Linked DNA regions of Sus scrofa: region 2 is linked to region 1. A link is a contact called in public HiChIP or PLAC-seq data. All regions are on one chromosome and are shown on one strand. The core of a region is the stretch at or near the end of the contact, and the rest is flanking DNA. Distances in the headings are between cores, read along the strand shown. Region 1 holds the start of PITPNA (phosphatidylinositol transfer protein alpha isoform). Region 2 holds the start of RILP (rab-interacting lysosomal protein).

Evidence for each region. HiChIP or PLAC-seq counts read pairs in DNA pulled down with a chosen protein or histone mark.
Region 2: a contact with region 1 is called in an H3K27ac HiChIP or PLAC-seq map of alveolar macrophages. The contact joins the promoter of RILP here to the promoter of PITPNA in region 1. A contact is called at or near these places in 1 of 5 promoter capture datasets (liver), 16 of 47 Hi-C or Micro-C datasets (blood, embryonic fibroblasts, fetal liver and 6 more) and 2 of 2 datasets of contacts at active chromatin or transcription factors (alveolar macrophages and skeletal muscle).

The regions. Positions count from the first base shown.
Region 1 is chr12:47,782,944-47,787,033 of Sscrofa11.1, reverse strand. It overlaps PITPNA (phosphatidylinositol transfer protein alpha isoform), which reads left to right and starts at 1,647. Exons shown (of 13, transcript XR_001304419.2): 1 at 1,647-1,929.
Region 2 is chr12:47,857,859-47,861,817 of Sscrofa11.1, reverse strand. RILP (rab-interacting lysosomal protein) reads left to right here and starts at 1,389. Exons shown (of 17, transcript XM_013990001.2): 1 at 1,389-1,786; 2 at 1,861-1,954; 3 at 2,034-2,140; 4 at 2,232-2,477; 5 at 2,686-2,831; 6 at 3,341-3,463. The coding sequence starts at 1,559. It overlaps SCARF1 (scavenger receptor class F member 1), which reads left to right and starts at 1,375. Exons shown (of 17, transcript XM_003358192.4): 1 at 1,375-1,786; 2 at 1,861-1,954; 3 at 2,034-2,140; 4 at 2,232-2,831; 5 at 3,341-3,463. It overlaps PRPF8 (pre-mRNA-processing-splicing factor 8), which reads left to right. Exons shown (of 43, transcript XM_021067568.1): 42 at 84-286; 43 at 444-777. The coding sequence ends at 598.

The sequences.
Region 1 (4,090 bases), core at 398-2,897:
ATGGTTTCTTGCTGCTCCTCCCTTGTCTCTGTAACCCCTCCCTTCCCAGATGAGGGAATTCAAATTCAGTTGTTTGAACCCACTCTTTGGAACTCAGGGAAGGTCAAGGAGGCTGAAGCCTATTCCCCACAAGCAAGAAAGGCCCCACAGGGTCCTGCTCCGTCTCAGAGTTATTTTCTTTCCTGGCCTAGGTCTGTCTGCCCTGTGTTCTCTTGAAGTCAGTGCTGTCCCCCCCAGCTCCCAGGCCAGAGACCTGGGTGGGTTTGCCTCTCTTTTCTCACTCTCACTCTCTCAGCTAATTCGTCAACAGGTCTAGTTGATTTTACCTCCTGAGTTGCTCCTGAATCCATCTCTCCTTCCTTTTTTTCCCCCAGAGCCAAACCTGCGGCATATGGAAGTTCCCAGGCTAGGGGTCGACAGAGCTGCAGCTGCCAGCCAATGCCACAGCCACAGCCACTTGGGATCCAAGACTCTGTGAACTACAACACCGCTCACAGCAACACTGGATCCTTAACCCACTGGGCGAGGCCTGGGATGGAACCCGCATCCTCATGGATACTAGTCGGGTTCATTACCACTGAGCCACAGTGGGAACTCCCATCTCTTCTTTTCCCCCCTTTCCCACCACTATCAGAGCCCACCTCTACCTGGACTTAGGCAGAGGCCTCCCTACTGGTCTCCCTGCCTCTGCTCTGATTCCCTAGGTCCCCTTTTCATCCAGCTGTCAGAGTGAGCCTGACAGCAAACTTGCTTAAAAGCCATAAATGCCCAACCCTGCCCTTAGGATGGACTCCAAACACCTTTTCACTGGCCAGGAACCGCATACTTTGGGTCCAACCCGCTCCCATCTCCTACTGTGCCTCAACCCCCAAATTTGATTTTTGGCCTCAACCACAGTATGCAGAAGTTCCCTGGGCCAGGGATCGAACCCATGCCACAGCAGTGGCCAAGCAACATGCCAAACCGCTGCAGTGACAGCGCCAGATCTTTAACCCCCCTGAGCCACAAGAGAATTCTAATATAGTTTTTCTTTATTTTCAAAAAAATTTTTTTTCCCTCTTTTTATGGCCTCATCTGTGGCACATGAAAGTTCTCCAGCTGGGGTCAAATCAGAGCTACAGCTGAGGCCTACGCCACAGCAACGCCAGATCTGAGCTTCATCTGCGACCTATGCTGCAAATTTACAGTGTTGTGTTAGTTTCAGGTGTACAGCAAAGTGAAATATATATACATATATACGCTCTTTTTCAGATTCCTTTCTCTTATAGGTTATTGCAAAATACTGAGTACAGCGCTATTCAGTAAGTCTTTATTAGTTATCTGTTTTGTACACAGTAGTGTGTATATGTTAATCCCAAACTCCTAATTTATCCCTCCCAATTATTAATATTTTTTGACACAGCCTTTTCCTAGATTTCAAACCACACCACCCTGGAGGCCCATCCCTACAGGGGCATCCCATCCTGCTGCAGTCACCTCTAGGACCCTGCGGGCCCTCTCCCCTCGGCTCCGCCTACCGCCAGGGTCTTGCGCATGCCTGGGGTCCACCCCGGACGCGGATGCTCAGGCCCAGGCCCATTTAAGGACGGGAGGGGGCGGGCCGGGAAGGCTCCGCCTCCGCCCTGAGGTCAGCGCGCAGCGCTGCGTGTGACGCTCTGGTTGCCGCAGAGACGCCCCGCCCCGCGCGGCGCTGCGGAACCGGAGCTCCGGGCGGCGTCGGCAGTGGCGCGGGAGGTGGCGAGGCCAGGGCGGCAGGAGCCGGAGCGGCTACCGCAGCGAGAGCGGCGGCGACAGAGCAGACCACAACGAAGGCGCACAGGCAGCCGAGCCGGGCCACGGGGAGAGCGGCCGCCGGGAAGCGGGCAGGAGGCTGGGCGGGCAGCGGGCAGCTGCCGAGCCGCGAAGCGACATGGTGCTGCTCAAGGAGTAGTGAGTGTCCAGCCGGCGGTGCGGGAGCGAGGAGGGAGGGAGAGCCGAGGATGACGACCAGGGAGGCTGATAGTCTAGCAGAAGGGATGCAGCGGCCGGACGGGGCCCGACGGAATGGAAAGCCCTGGATAGGCTTGTTGGGCGGCACAGCAAGGGGCGAGGGGGACAGCGAGGGCCGGACAGGGCCCGAGGTGGGCCCGACGGGGATAGAGAAGGACAGACAGCACCTGAGGTGGGGTCCAAGGGGCCGTGAAGGCCAAATAGGCTTGAGGAGAGGCCGCGGGGACAATGAGGGCCGGACAGGCCTGAGATGAGGTCAAGGGGACAGGGAGAGCCGGACAGGACATGGGGGGCTGCTGAGGGGAGCGGGAGCACGGGGTAAGATGTGGGGTGGTCCTAGAGTGAAGGCTGAGAGAGGCAAGAGGCAGCCAGAGCTGCAGGAGTGGCAGAGTGTACCCAGAGAGAGGGAGGAGTTGTCTGAGCCTATGAGGAAAGGCGGACAAGGGCAGGCAGGGCCAGGGTGCCGGCCAGTGGTGGGAAAGGGTTTGGGGCTGAACAATACCAAGGGGCACTGGGAGATCAGAAAAGACAGCTTCCAGAATGGAGTTGAGATGATGGGGAAAGAGTGTTGAGGGTAACCTGGGGTATGAGGAGTGGCTGCCTTGGGCATTAGGAGGGTGGTGATCAGTAGACACAGGAAGACGACTGGGGCTGAGTGACAGGGGAAGAGTCTAAGGAGTTAGCAGAGGGGACTGGTTGCCTGACATGATGCCCAGGTGGTGGGCACAGAGGCGGAAGTATTTGGAGTTGGCGGCGCAGGCGGGGAGGGGAGCTTAGGATGTTTGCTTGGAACTTGGAGACGCTTGGGTGAGGAGTCCCGGACATAATGGCCAGGGATAGGGGACAGGGCCAACATGGCCCTGGGGGATTCTCAGTCTTGGTGCAAAGAGATGGGGAAACTGTTTTGAGGAATTATTTTCATAAAGCCATTGACTGAGGAAAGACAGTGAGAGTGAAGGAGTTTCTGAGGAGTGATGCAGAGGCGGGGGGGTTAGCGAGTGACTTCTGGTCAGAGTTTCAGGGAGATGAGCTCGCTCCTGAAATCCAGCGCACTGGGTGACAGGTGGGGATGTTTGTGTGGCTAAATCAAATACGAGGTGACCCATTCCTGAAGCTCCTGGTTCCAAGTAGTCATCTAAGGACTTTTTTCTTCAAAGAGGAGAGATTGGCAGGGTGGGGTGGGGAGGTAGAGCGAGGGATTGGATGTGTACTTTTATTTATTTGTTTACGTATTTTTTTGTGTGTGTCTTTTTTGTATTTTCTTGGGCTGCACCCGCAGCATATGGAGGTTCCCAGGCTAGGGGTCGAATCAGAGCTGTAGCCGCCGGCCTACGCCACAGCCACAGCAACACGGGATCCGAGCCGCGTCTGCGACCTACACCACAGCTCACGGCAATGCCGAATCCTTAACCCACTGAGCAAGGCCAGGGATCAAACCCGCAACCTCGTGGTTCCTAGTGGGATTCGTTAACCACTGAGCCACGATGGGAACTTCTGGATGTGTACTTTTAGAACTTTCTGTGAAACTGTGCCTCCCTGGAGGGGAGGGCAAGTGAGCAGCCTCGGGCCAGAAGCCCGGGAAGCGCGGAAGTGGGAGATGTCCGGGTGAGAGCAGCTGGTGGAGCTCACTCAGCAGCGAGCAGGTGCGTGGAGAGCTGTTTCCATTTTGTCAGGGAGGGGACTTTGCCCCCTCGCATCTGGCTCTGCTCCTTGGAGGTTGCATAGGGCATTTGGGACATGGTGTGGAGCTTTGGATAGCAAAGGGAACAGAGACCCAGGTGTCATCTCAGCCTGACACCTCAGCTGAACAGCATTATTTCAAAGCCCCTCCACCTCTGTGTTTTTTCCGTTTTGTTTTGTTTTGTTTTTAGGGCCACCCCTGCGGCCTATGGAGGTACTCAGGCTAGGGGTCAAATCAGAGCTGTAGCTGCTGGCCTACACCACAGCCACAGCCACGTCAGATCTGAGCTGCATCTGTGGCCTTCACCACAGCTCACGGCAACGCCAGATCTTTAACCCACTCAGCGAGGCCAGGGATCGAACCTTCGTCCTCATGGATGCTAGTCAGATTCGTTTCCGCTGAGCCATGACAGCACCTCCC
Region 2 (3,959 bases), core at 140-2,639, 75 kb before region 1:
GGAGGAAGTGTGGTGGGGTAGACATTCCAGGTTAGAACCCAGACGGTGGCCTGAGCTCTGACTCTGTCCCCATCCCTCCTCAGCTTCACACCAGGCTCCTGCACCCTGACAGCCTACAAGCTGACCCCCAGTGGCTATGAGTGGGGCCGCCAGAACACAGACAAGGGCAACAACCCCAAGGGCTACCTACCGTCGCACTACGAGAGGGTCCAGATGCTACTGTCAGACCGCTTCCTTGGCTTCTTTATGGTCCCTGCCCAGTCCTCATGGAACTACAACTTTATGGGTATGTGGGGCATTGCAGGCGGGGAGCGGGGCTGGAAGTGAGGCTGGGGTTAGGCCACCACCCTTAGTCCTTAGGGCCAGACTCTGGTTTGGAGATGGCCCAGGCTGGATGAGGCAGGTGGACCTTGTCCACATGAGACATTTCCTTCTACTCCAAGGTGTCCGGCATGATCCCAACATGAAGTATGAGCTGCAGCTGGCAAACCCCAAAGAGTTCTACCACGAGGTGCACCGACCTTCCCACTTCCTCAACTTCGCTCTCCTGCAGGAGGGTGAGGTCTACTCTGCGGACCGAGAGGACCTCTATGCCTAGCTGTCCCCTCACCCCCTGCTTCAGACTCCCCTAAGGCTAGAGCGTTTTACCCCCACAGACAAGCTGGTGACATTCAGCAGCTTGGCCCCTTTTTCCTCTATTTGTGCTTATTATGTTGTTGATCTCCTGTGACTTGTAATTCTGAACAAAGTATAATAATAAATTTTGTATAAATAGGGGTTTTTGAGGTTTTTTTTTTTTTACCCTGAGCTCAAATTCTGGATGTAGGGATAATAGGCAGGACTTGTTGACAGCAGGGCGTGGGACTGGTTCTTGAGGCCCGCTGTTCAGGGAGCTGTGGGGGTAAGTATCCTCTAGACTCAGAACTAAAGGGGACTTGGACCGTCACACTGTTGCCACCATGACCACACAGGCCGATGTCCCTTCAAAATACTTGCAAACCCTCACCCCTTTTCAACATCTCTTGAGCAGTTGCTGCTGTTTTGAGTGTATAAGCTCCTGGCTTGTCCTCTGCCACTGTGGTATCCAGCCTAGCCCCTTAAGGCTTTGCGTCACTCTCAGTCCATCTTGGAAACAGGCACGGGGCTGGACAGTTGGCTGGCACTGCTGAGGCAGTGACAACCCTCCTACCTCTCACCTCCTCCTGTTGAGCTGGCGGCCAAGTCAGGCCCAGTGACTCCAGACACAGGGGTGGAGCCTGGCTTGGGCACTGCGGGGAGGGCTTGACAAAAGTGACCACTTAGAGCCCTGAGCCTCAGCTCCAGGCCGCCTGGCTGGAAGTTGGCTGTCCTGCTTCCTGTGACCTTGGGGGCTTGAACAGGACTGGGCCCAGGGCACAGAGACTCCCTTGCCAGGCCTTTTCCCTTAGTTGCTCCTCCCTTGTCACTTCTACTCCGCCCTCTACTGCCCTAAACTGCTTCCTGGGCCGGGACTTTGTTTTTTTCCTGCCCTAGTTGGGGGCGTGGGGAGGGTGTCGCAGCCCCAGTCGCCTTGGGAGACATGGAGCCCAGGAGGGTGGCTCCTGGGGCGCACGACTGGGGGCCTCGGGTGGACGCGGGGTCCGGGACGGCCGCGGAGCTCGTGTACCACCTAGCGGGGGCCCTGGGCACTGAGCTGAAGGAGCTGGCGCGCCGCTTCGGGCCGGAGGCTGCGGCCGGGCTCGTGCCGCTCGTGGTGAGGGCGCTGGAGCTTCTGGAAAAGGCGGCCGTCGGGCCCGCCCCAGACTCGGTGAGTCACGGCCAGCTCCCCTCGCCACCCGAGGGGTCGGCGGGGCCTGACCCTGAGAGCCTGGCCTCCCCCAGCTGCAGGTATCGGCGCAGCAGGCCGAACTGGAGCTGCGGCGGCTGCGGGAGGAGAACGAGCGCCTCCGTATAGAGTTGCGCTCTGGGCCACAGGGTGAGTACGGACGCGCCGGGATCGGGGCACGGCGGGGCGGCTCCGCTGAGGGCCACACCTAAGAACGCCCCTTCCTCAGAAGAGCGCGCTCTGCTGCGGCAGCTCAAGGAGGTGACCGACCGCCAGAGAGACGAACTCCGAGCTCACAACCGTGACTTGCTGCAGCGCAGCCAGGAGACCGAGGCGGTGAGGGCGGGGCGGGGCCGACTACGGGAGGCGGGGCTCTCCCGGCCCCCGTCGCCCCGCCCACCAGCCACCGCCTTTGCTCCGCCCACAGTTGCAGGAGCAGCTGCAGCGCCTCCTGCTGGTGAATGCGGAGTTGCGGCACAAGCTGGCCGCCGTGGAAACCCAGCTGCGCGCCGCGCGGGACCGCGAGAGCGAGCGAGAGCTGCAGCGCGAAGCGGCCGTGGGGCCGCCTCCAGAGCGGGCGCGGGGCCAGGCCGGAGGTCCCGTGGGTGAGCAGGGTCAAGAGCCCGAGCGGGGGGCCCCCGACGCCGGAACCCAGGGGACCCCTGAGAACCCGGTGAGTGCCATAGGTGGTCAGGGACTCGTGGGCGCTCGGGAAAGGTTTGCTGTGCTGCGTAGCCGGGCCACCGGGAAATTGGAAGGCGGTACGAGCCAGAGCACTGGTCTGGCATCCCTTGGAGTGCCCTGGCCTCTCAAGTCTCCCAGCGGGTCGCGGGGGGCACATCAGCTCCAGCCGCGGCGCCCCCACACCTGTCTTTCCGCAGACGGACGCCCCGCCGCAGCCAGGGCGCCCCCCCAAGGTGGGGCAGTGCAGCTTCAGTCGAGCGGAGGTTGAGCAGATCCTTCAGGAGCGGAATGAGCTCAAAGCCAACGTGTTTCTGCTGAAGGAGGAGTTGGCCTACTTCCAGCGGTAAGGGCGCTGGACGGGGCTGGAGGCTGGGACACCACTCACACCCGCTCCTGATCTGCCTTTTTTTGTTTTTTGGCCACACCCTCAGGATGTGTAAGTACCCGGGCCAGGGATCAACCCGCGCCACAGCAGCGACCCAGGCCACTGCAGTGACAACGGCCGGATCCTTAACCCACTGCCACAGGGAGCTCCCACTTGCCTCATTCTTTGGGTCATTGCTGTATCCACGGGGTCGTGTGCAGGGCACTGTGCGGGCCCTGGAGGACAGAAATCACACAGCTCCTGCCCTCCGGGAACTTCATGCACGGACGGGAGGGCCAGTGCAGAGGGTCAGAGCAGCTACAGCAGCGTGAAGGAACTGCTCCTAGGAAGGGTGACACCTAGGCTAAGGTCTGCGGGGTTAGCAAGGCAGAGTGTCCCCAGAAGGGAGAACAGCGGGCACGGGTGCTTGGGACGGAACCTACTTTCGGCATCCCCACCACTTTTTCTCTGCCCCTCCCCCTGAGTAGGGAGCTGCTCACAGACCACCGGATCCCAGGGCTTCTGCTTGAAGCCATGAAGGTGGCTGTCAAGAAGCAACGGAAGAAGATCAAGGCCAAGATGTTAGGGACCCCAGAGGAAGCAGAGAGCAGGTAAGTCTCTGCCTCCATTCCCACCGAGCCTGGCCACCTTCTGAGGCTGCTGTCTCAGACTGTACCTGTCACCCCAATCCTGTCACTGCTGGAGCCTGTCACCTAGCCTAGTCCCTTCTGGAACCTGCTAACCTGGTCTGGTTACCCATGAGCCTACCATCTGAGCCCACCACCCTTCTCTCTGGATCTCACTGCTCCCACCTGCCTGCTCCTCGCACCTCCTGCTGAAGAAACCTGCTAACAGCTTCGCCACAGTTTTTGGTTTCTTGTCTTGGCTGCACGTTTTTTCTCAGAGGGATGAGGCTGTAGCTGCCAACTTGCCAGAAGCCTGCTGTGTGTCAGGCTCGAAAAGGAAAGCCTTCGGAGCTCCTGTGTGGCTCAGCAGGTTAAGGAACCAGTATTGTCACTGCAGGGGCTCAGGTCGCTGCTGTGGTGCGGGTTCAGTCCCTAGCCTGGAAATTTCCACGTGTCATGGGTGTGGCCAAAAAAAAAAAAA